Regions from separate parts of the Macaca mulatta genome. Here region 2 is linked to region 1. Evidence: chromatin contacts called from public Hi-C data. All regions are on one chromosome and are shown on one strand. Each heading gives the region's core, a stretch centred on a gene start, on an enhancer-like site or on the middle of the called end of the contact. The rest is flanking DNA. Distances are from core to core; before and after follow the strand shown.

Region 1 (5,180 bases), core at 1,957-4,456:
CCTCTTTGAGGCTCCTCATTGCAGCTCCCTTTTCCTTTTCCTTGCAGCTCTTCAATTTTGGAAATACCGAGTTGTCCCTATTAGGGCCATGCTCCGTCCCTGGATCATACATAAGTTTCAAAGGGCAAGGCTGTATTCGTCTTGTTCACCATGATACCCCAAGTGATCGAGACCATCCTGGTCCACATGGTGAAACTCCATCTCTACTAAAAATACAAAAATTAGCTGGTTGTGGTGGCACATGCCTGTAGTCCCAGCTACTCGGTTGGGAAGCTGAGGCAGGAGAATCACTTGAACCCAGGAGGCAGAGGTTGCAGTGAGCCGAGAAAGCTCAATATTAAATATCAATGTCCATATGAATAGTGTAAGATTTTAGTATGTCTTTACCATTTTTTATGGTAGACTACCCAGACCCTCTTTGGAAGTAGGGAAAGCTTCAAACAATTTTTTTTAATACCATAAAAATAATAGGCCTAGCAGAGGGCATGGCTCACAGTATTCACCTTGTAATAAACATATGTTGAATCAACTCTGAAGACCTGCAGAACAGGGCTAGTAATACTGCCCAGTTTACTACACTGAGTTAAAAAAGATCATGGGCATGAAAGTACTGTGTAGGGGCCAGGTGCGGTGGCTCGTGCCTGTAATCCCATGGGAGGCTGAGGCGGGTGGATCACAAGGTCAAGTGATCGAGACCGTCTTGGCCAACATGGTGAAACTCCGTCTCTACTAAAAATACAAAAATTAGCTGTGGTGGCGCGCACCTGTAGTCCCAGCCACTGGGTTGGGAGGCTGAGGCAGGAGAATCGCTTGAACCTGGGAGGCAGATGTTGCAGTGAGCCGAGATTGTGCCACTGCACTCCCGCCTGGCAACAGAGCCAGACTCTGTCTCAAAAAAAAAAAAAAAAAAAAAATTGCTCTTAGGTTGTACATGTGCTAGCAAATAATATCAACAATGTCAGTGATTAGCTGAGTCCAGGCGGATAAACAAATGTGGAGGAAAATGGTGTTATGCTTGGTTGAAAACAAAAAAGCAGCCCTGCTCTCCTAATTCTAGAAGTAGAGTTTCCAGCCCCACAGTGGTGACAATGGGACAACTTTGTAATATATATTTTCTAATACTTCCTTTCTTGCCTTGGCCGCTAAGAAGCTTAAAGGTAAACTTGGGTCTCAATTGTCATGCAAAAATTAGCTCAAAATGTTCTGTTAAAAATAGATAATGTTATGTGAAAACACCTGCTGCCCTGCCTGACACAGAGGAAGCTCAATATTAAATATTAATGTCCATATGAATAGTGTAATATTTTATTATGTTTTCACCATTTTTATGATAGACTATCATAGATCCTCTTTGGAAGCAGGGAAAGCTTCAAACAGTTTTTTAATACCATAAAAATAAAATTATTCATAATTCTGAAAAGTGGAAACAACCCAAATGTCTATCATGGAAAAATAACATGTACAGCTTGCAGGTTGCAGTGAGCTGAGATCGCGCCACTGCACTCCAGCCTGGAGACAGAGTGAGACTCCGTTTCAAAAAAAAAAAAAAAAAAACCCAAAACCCCATGTATTTATCACATAATATTCGGCAATAAAAATAAATGGATTACTGATACATGGACACCATGGAAGAACCTTGAAAACATTCTGCTAAGTGAAAGAAGCCAGTCACAAAAGAACATAGATTGTGAGATTCCACTTTATGAAATGTCTGGAATAGGCCAGTCCAGAGACAGACAGTAGAAGAGTGGTTGCCTTGGACTGAGGGGTTTGGAGGGAATGGGAAGCGACTGCTAGTGGATGTTTGGAGGTAATGAAAATGTTCCAAAATGGTGTTGATGAATGTGCAACTTTTTGAATACACTCAAAACCACTGACTTGTATTTTATTCTATTTTATTTTTTGAGACAGAGTTTCACTCTTGTTGCCCAGACTGGAGTGCAATGATGCGATCTTGGTTCACCACAACCTCCGCCTCCCTGGTTCAAGCAATTCTCCTGCCTAAGCCTCACGAATAGCTGGGATTATAGGCATGCGCCACCACGCAAGGCTAATTTTGTATTTTTAGTAGAGACGAGGTTTCTCCTTGTTGGTCAGGCTGGTCTCGAGCTCCCGACCTCAGGTGATCTGCCCGCCTTGGCCTCCCAAAGTGCTGAGATTACAGGCATGAGCCACCGTGCACAGTCAACTTGTATTTTAAATGGGTGAATTCTAATGATATGTGAATTATATTTCAGTAAAACTGTTACAATTAAAATTAATTAATTAATGGAATTAAGAGCACCCTTGCTCTCTGATGACAGACAGAATGGCTAAACAGGCCAAGGAGATTGGCTTTGTGTCAAATGCCCACTTTGATTAGGGTCCATCCTCCCTCTCTTTCCCCTTCCATCTCTTCCTCGCTTCCTCCCTCCTTTAAATGTTTCTCAGTGTATTTCAGGACTCTGGACCAGAGATGGATTAGACTTAGCCTTTATCTTCAAGGAACTAAGTTTAGTTGGGGCGGGACAGGGTGGAACAAAGGGAGGAGCCCGGTGAAGACCTCATGGAGCTCCCTGGGTGCAGACAGAGCCTCCTGGGGATTCTGGTGAAGAACTCTGTGCTTGGAGAAACGTCTTTTGTCACAGCAAATACTGTTTTATTTCTTCATTCTTATATGAATTCAGTAGACAATTACTGTGCGGGGTGCTGGGGTACAGAGATGGGTAAGAATATGTGTCCCCAAAGAGTGGGGTGGGGGCACAGGAGCTAACCATGGAATCCTAGCAGGGGTGTCAGAGGGTGAGGAAGGTCCAGAGGCAGGGCAACCGGCCAGGCTTCCTGGGAAGTCAGTGCTGGAAACAGGAGACTGTGCTCGGCTTGGTGAAGCAGCTCGAGCCTGTGATTTGTCTGTAGACAGCTGGGTTGAGTGAACCCCAGGGCTTTCCTGACTGTTACCGGCCTAATCAAGGCAGAAGGCAGCGTGGTGACCTCCCTCCCAGGCGCCGGGATGCAGCTGTGAAGGCCTGGCTGGGAATTGCTTTGAGGCCGGAGGGGGATCTCCTCCCCCGACAGCCTCTCTTGCATGGGCACAGGGGAGTTGCTGAGCAGGTCTCCCCTCCCCGGGAAAGGAGGGCAGGCTGCGTGGCCCTGGCAGGAGAGCGTGCGGCAGGCGAGGCTCCGGCCTCAGAGATGCCGGGCTCTGTGCGAGCCGTTTGCCGCTAGAGGGAGTGCCACGTCGTTCTCCGTCCCCAGCACGGACTCCCAGGGCCGCAAACCAGTTTGGGCGGAAGCCAGGGCTTTGGGGCTTCCTGGGAAACTCACTCTCTTTGCCTTTGCCCTCTCCATTTTGAGATTTCTCAGAAGAAGCTGGACCTAAGAATGCTTCGCATAGTTTGGCAGAATTTGCGGAGCCCGTTCCAGCCGCGTGGGTCTGGAATCCGGGATGTGGTCTCTGGCCTGTGCAACCCCTGTGTACCCCGGGGCTGGTCTCCGGAGGGCAGGGAGGCTGGGAGCAGAGAGAAGCACTCAAGGACCTGGGAAATGTAGAAGGCCTTGGTTTTGTTTTGTGCAGTCCCGTCTGGCCCTCAGAGCTGCAAAGGACAGACCCCAGGGTTCTGGGCAGGGGCTCAGCTTTGGGATTCGTTCAGTGCTTAAAAGGAGGAAAGGGGACTCAGGAATAAGAACGATCAGGCTGGCAGGACATGGAGCTGGTGTCAGAGACCTGGAAACACATGGCCAGTGAGCTGATGGGCCCCGTGGGGTGAGTGGGTGGCAGCACCCAGCTGGTCAAGAATGGCTCTGCTGTGGCTTCCTCGGCATGGCCCTTAGGTAAAGGGAGCAGAAGATGACTGTGGATGGCCCCAATTTCTGACATGAGAGGCCCTCACTGGTTCAGGTCGGGTTGGCCTCCTGAGGTGACTGGAGGATGGCTGCCACCTTTGGTGGCAGAACTAAGACTGGAAATGTGGTGGGTCCAGAGAAAAAGCCCAGGCTCACAGCCCCCACTGACATGGCAACTATGCTTTTGGACTGCATCCTAGACCTCTTCTGACCAGGCCTTGTGAAGGGTTGCAGGAGGTTCGAGGCCCCTTTTCTCTCTAGCATTGACTCTTGGGTCTCGGAGACAGACCACCCTTTGCAACCTCTGGGCCCAGGCAGTAGGTGTGCAGGTGAGTGCACCAGGGGCCTGGCAGCCGGTCACAGCTCCCCACCGAAGCTGCGGGAAGCCGGTGGCGCACCATCTGCAGTGGAGCAGGTCAGAGTGGGCCTGCTGAGGCTCCTGTCACTGCTGTGGTTAATGCTGCCGATTACCATGGTTACCCGGAGGCTGGAAGCTCTGACAGTCAAAGGCAGAGCAGGAGAAGGATGTCCTCTCCCTGCTCCGAGCCACATGGCTGCTTCTCAGTCTCCCTGGGTAGGCAGGATTCTTCCGAAAAATAAAAGTGCCTGGACCAGAGATATTGTCCTGCCGGGATTCAGCTGATCCGTGGGTCAACCATCCCCAAGGGCCGGGGGCCTTCAGGGAACCCTGTTCTTAGCACATTCAGTGGCGGGGGGAGGCAGAAGGGGATTCTGGGCCTTGCCTTTGCTTTGCTCAGTCTTGGAAGGATAGAGAAAGGGAAGAGAAGATGCTGGTCTGGTCCTTAGGGAGCTCTGAGTCAGAGGAAGGAAGCGCTTTGTAAGCTGGGTGGTGGATTCAGCATCGATTCTTGAGGATCTAGGAATGGCTTTCTGGTCCTGTGCCTACAGTGGCAGCTTGGGACTGTGACTGTACCCTGTCCAAATAGGGTGCTGGCCAGGGAGTCAGGGCACCTGCTTTGTCAGTCATTATGGGCTCCAGCTCCCGCTGGGTCCTGGTTTCTCCATCTGCAAAATGGGGTTAATGATTACTAATCCCCCACCTATTTCAAGTCTGTGGGGAGGATTCTTTAAACGAATAATTTTGTGCATTGAAATGAGCCAACAGATTTCAAGTCTTTGGAGAAAAGGCCTTATTTATTATTATCATCAACTCATTGAGCAGAAATTCCATTTATCTCCTTTACTGCCTCTTTGGTGCTGCGTGAACTGAGAGCGATATCACCTCTGCAAGATGACAGGGCCCTGCACAACTGTCCAGACCCCAACGCTGGGGAGTCCTGGGACTTGGAGAGGCCAGGTGGGGCTTCATCTGAGCTCCAAGGGGATGTGGGGATCAG
Region 2 (5,119 bases), core at 1,200-3,699, 1.0 Mb after region 1:
TGGCCCAAACTGCTTTACATACAGTTTGAAGTTTTCAAGAACAGCAAGTGAGTGGAAGTGTCTCTATGAAAGACATCAAATCTTTGATAGCATATGTTTGCTATTTTCCCATTGACCAAAGGACATCACGAAGCAGACCATACGAATAGAGAAACTCATTGCACCTTGGATGGGAGAAGCTTAAGAGGCATTTTGCAAAGGATCAAATGTATAGGCATGGAGAGAATTTGTGGTCATTTTTGCAATCTATCAAACTGGTTATTATTTTGTAGTTATTTATATTATTGTTAAATATAAATAACTAAATATAAATAAAGTAAGAGTGTCAACATCTGGCCATTTAACTTCCCTATGCCATATCCCCACTTGTTTTCCATTAACACAGAAATAAAGTTAAAACTATTTATATAGCAGTCTCCCCTTATCCTCAGGATATATGTTTCAAGACCCCAGTGGATGCCTGAAACCTCACATAATACCAAACCCTCTATGTGTATTGTTTTTTTTCTATACATGCATGCCTATGATAGAATTTAACTTATAAAGTAGGCACAGTAAGAGATTAGCAACAACAACATAATAATATAGACCAATTATAATGGTATGCCAGCATCACTACCCTTGTGCTTTGGGACCATTATTAAGTATAGAAATGTTGCTTGGCTGGGCGCGGTAGTTCATGCCTGTAATCCCAGCACTTTGGGAGGCCGAGGCAGGTGGATCACCTGAGGTGAGGAGTTCAAGACCAGTCTGGCCAACATGGTGAAACCCCATCTCTACTAAAAATACAAAAATAGCTGGGCGTGGTGGCAGGAGCCTGTAATCCCAGTTACTCCAGAGTCTGAGGCAGGAGAATCACTTGAATCTGGAAGTCAGCGGTTGCAGTGAGCCTGCAGTGAGCCAACATCACACCATTGTACTCCAGCCTGGGAAACAGCGAAATTCCATGTCAAAAAGAAAAAAAAAAAAAAAAGGTTACTTGGACACAAGCACTATGATACCATGACTAGATCTCATAACCAAGAAATCTACTAAGTGACAGGTAGCGCATACAGCACAAAGATGCTGGTCGAAAAGATGATTCACGTCCCATGTGAGATGGAGCAGAACAGTCCGAGATTTCATCACTTTATTCAGAAAAGCATGCAGTTTAAAACTTATCAATTGTTTATTTCTGGAATTTTCTATTTAATCTTTTTGGCCACAGTTGAACACAGGAAACTGAAATCACAGAAAGCAAAACTGCAGATAAAGGGGGGCTCCTGTACTCACATCCAAAGCCTTCTGGGCTATGACTATATGAACCTCTCTTGCCTCACCTCCTCTTTACCATATAGACATGGATTACACTCATTCAGAACGGCTTGGCATTCATATATATATATATACACACACACACACACATATATATACACACACATGCACTTATACACACATATATATATAATTTTATATATTTTATAAAATTGAATAATATATATATAATTGTATATATGTGTGTATATATAAGCATGTACATATATATATATATATACTGCTTGCCACCTTATATACTATCGTATATGTATACTGCTTGCCACCTTAAATACTATATTTTTTTATATATATATATACACACATGCACTATCTGTATATACTGCTTGCCACTTTATATACTTCTCCAATTGTGCACATTTTATGTATTACCTGCTTTCCATAGTCCAGCTAAGAAACTTCCATTCAGATCTCAAATTTCTGCTTACATTTCATGTTCTCTATAAAAGCTTTCCTGACTCCTATTTCTCTTCCACAGAGTAAGTTTCTCCGTGCTCCATAACACCTCTGTTACACTTCACCGAATATGCCTGCCTAGCTGTACACACGACCCACAAATCTGTGTGCAGCTGTGGTGGGCCTATGTCCCTTCTGTCTTCGAGACAGCACTTTGCCAGCATCTAGAATCTAGTATGTTCTCAAAAAAGTGATTGGGGAATGAAGGTACAAATACTAGAGTGACATACAAATTACATAGCCTAAATGTCATCTAGAGACAGGGTTAAAGACACCATCAATACGGATCCTAGAGTGTGTGAGGATATCCAGGCCATATTTGTGTACCTAGATATCCTTGACTTCAGATAACCCACTTTTTGTCGTTCTGAATGTGTTTCATCACAGAGGAAACCTTCTCTCCTTTCACTCTCAGTGTGAATAAATGCTCTGTCAAAAGTGGGCCATTCCCTGCTATGAATTGATAGGATAGGGTCAAGCATTTTCCAGATCTTGAAACTAAGTTTTGTGCAAAAGTGCATAAATGCTGATAGTAACGCATCTGGAGAATAGGGCATAGGCAGGCAGTGTACGCCAGGGGACAGGCTGCTTTGTGAGAACGATTTATGGTCTGTCAGGTGGGAACTTTTATGGTGCTGTGCGAAGAGACAAAGAAATTTTAGGAGCTGCTAAAAGCAACACAAAATATGCTTTCAAGCTTAATGAGGAGAGGCGATAGAATCGGGTTGGCATGTAAGGCTGGCTCCATGTGTTAGAGAAAGCTGAAATGTTCTTAGTGTTATATATTTTGATTCTGCTAAATTTGTTTTGGGCAGAATGGATATTTATGTCCCTGCTCAACAAGCAGCGATTTCAATGTCTATCAATATAATAAGCATTTTATTTGAAAATTGTGGCCCATGAACAATTTCTGGGTGAGTATGTCATAATTTTTTTTCATGCAAAAGCCTTATTTTCTAGGGAAAGTGATAAATCCATTCCTCATTGTCTTGACTAAAGAAAGTAGCCTTATACAGGCTGAATAATTTTTACTTAGCTGATTAGAAAACATTCCCACAGGCATCATCTTAAACGAGTCAGAGTATTCATATTGATAATATTTCTAAACTTCTAAATCTACGGTCTCTTGATCTAACTACTGACCAATAAAGTTTCTAGAATGAAATAAACTTCAGATTTATAGTGATAGTAGCCAAGATGAACTCAACGGTCTTCAAACGTAGAAGAGCCCTATTAGAAAATTTAGATAGAAACCAACCCTATTAAGTATGAGGAAACAGGGGTCAAAGTAGTTGAAGTGATGGATCAAGATTCGAATAGCTCAAACATACGTCAAACATAAGGAATACACTCTTTTCACAGTCTATGACTGTCTTTTGGTGTCTTATTTTAATTGTTCACAAAACTGCATTTGCAGTTATTCTAATCAGGCTCTACCGAATATTCTTAACTTCCCTATAAACTACTGGAAGAAAGGACTGCTTCAGTAGAATTCACTTTCAATATCATTGCAATGCAAAAGGCCCCCAATCCACCACACCGTAAAATTGATACCACAATACCATAAGTGTGCAGAATAATGCCTCTTGATTTATTCAGGAAGCAATGGAAAGGGAAGTATCAATAACATCATATATATATATTTTTTCTTTTTCTGACAAAAAAGAATAAGCATGATCAAAAACATGGTTAATGTTTTCCAGATTTGATGCTATATATATTTTCCTCCAAATATAAATATAAAAAATTATATCCATCTGTTCATATATCCATCCAAAAAAGTGTATACCTGTATATTTAAATTGTCCTAAAGTAATTCATGTCAATGTTAGGAAAGTGCTTAAAACTTTAGGGGAAGATGACCTGATATTAATCACTTGCTGGATGAAATCTTAAACCAAGAATCCTGGTTGTCCCTTGACTGTAAACAGTGTTATTTTATCTGCTGATGACCATCCAAATCATCCAGATGGAAATGCTCTCAACTCCTTTGATTAATGGGTGGCAAACTTCAGTCTGCATTAGAATCAGTTGTAGAACATATATATATAAAATATATATAATATAAAATAAAATATAAAATCTATAAAAATAAAAAATATATAAAAGATATAACATATTATAAAATATACTCTATATATACACATACATACACATCTATACATATATATGTATATATACACACACATCTATACATATATATGTGTCTATATACACACACACATATATATATGTGTGTCTCTGGAGATGGTGATGGAGATATATCTCAATCTCCAGAGATTATGATTCAGTAGATCTTCAGGGAAGTGAGGATTACAAAAATCTAGTCTAATTTTCATATTATTACAGCAATACTAAAAGTTGATCTGCAAGTATTTTGAGGATAATTACTCTATACTTTAAATCATTTTTGCTAACTTGAGAAGGCACATTGCATATTGGGTTGTGATCAGACATTTTTCTGAGACCTGATAAATTGTCGTCTGTTTGAACAAGTAAGGAAACAATGCCTGTACAGAGACATCAGGTGCAGCCAGTATACAGTAACGGGGTAAAGGAAAAATCTTAGATGCTGAACTGCCTGAATTTGAGTCCTAACTGCAGTACAAATTAGGTATGCATCCCTGGGAAAATTAGTCTCCTTCTACCCCATGTTTCTCCTAGGCACACTAGAGCTAATAATATTAGTTGCCTTACAAGATTGTTTTGCTGATTAAATGAATTGAAGCAGAGAAAAAGATAAAAGGGAGAGAGAATGTGCATATAGAAAAGTGTCTGTAGAAAAGCAAACTAATTGTATAAAATCGTATTAATGTACATGCAGAAACTGACAAAAAAGAGTGGCAAATACAGGCGGAAATATTATAACAGTGTAGTTGATTTGGGTGTTTGAGGGGAAAGGATTGATTCAAGAAGGAAGGGAGTAAGAAGCCTTCAGAAAACTATAGTAGGCTTTCAATGACCTGAGAAGGTGATAGAATATAGCAGTGAGAGTCTCTGAGCAAAGTCATCAAAGATTAATTTTATGCAAGTAGAGTATCGTGATTCTTTTCTGTTTTCTCTTTGGACATCCATTGGTAGACACCTGCTTTTTAGGGAGTATATTCATGGAGGGCACTCCTTGAATATCTGGCCATTATTCTCTTGTGGACCTTGTCTTGTGGAGAGTTGAAGTAATTGAGAGATGGAGCAATATGTGTTTGTATTTTTTATAGGCTGTGATACTGATCCTGATATCCACTTCTGGTCATATCACATAGCAGGAGAAAGAGATTATGAGCCCAGACTCAATGAAACCAATATAGATGTGTTTCTCCTAGCTGAGGAGAATTCTTTTTCTATGATAACA

What was found. Hi-C and Micro-C count contacts between places; a contact is called where the count stands out from the background.
Region 2: a Hi-C map of fetal cortical plate shows a contact between it and region 1, with 1.8 times the contacts expected there. The contact joins two enhancer-like sites. A contact is called at or near these places in 2 of 14 Hi-C or Micro-C datasets (fetal cortex germinal zone and fetal cortical plate).

The regions. Positions count from the first base shown.
Region 1 is chr13:101,679,650-101,684,829 of T2T-MMU8v2.0, forward strand. No RefSeq gene overlaps it. Among named protein-coding and RNA genes, the nearest start is that of KLHL29, 30 kb to the left of the region's middle. Within about 2 kb of position 3,207, at least 11 of the 40 cell types and tissues checked have an H3K27ac peak or open chromatin away from gene starts, as enhancers often do. A contact at or near this core is called in fetal cortical plate, where this site is marked.
Region 2 is chr13:102,687,427-102,692,545 of T2T-MMU8v2.0, forward strand. No RefSeq gene overlaps it. Among named protein-coding and RNA genes, the nearest start is that of KLHL29, 1.0 Mb to the left of the region's middle. Within about 2 kb of position 2,450, at least 6 of the 40 cell types and tissues checked have an H3K27ac peak or open chromatin away from gene starts, as enhancers often do. A contact at or near this core is called in fetal cortical plate, where this site is marked.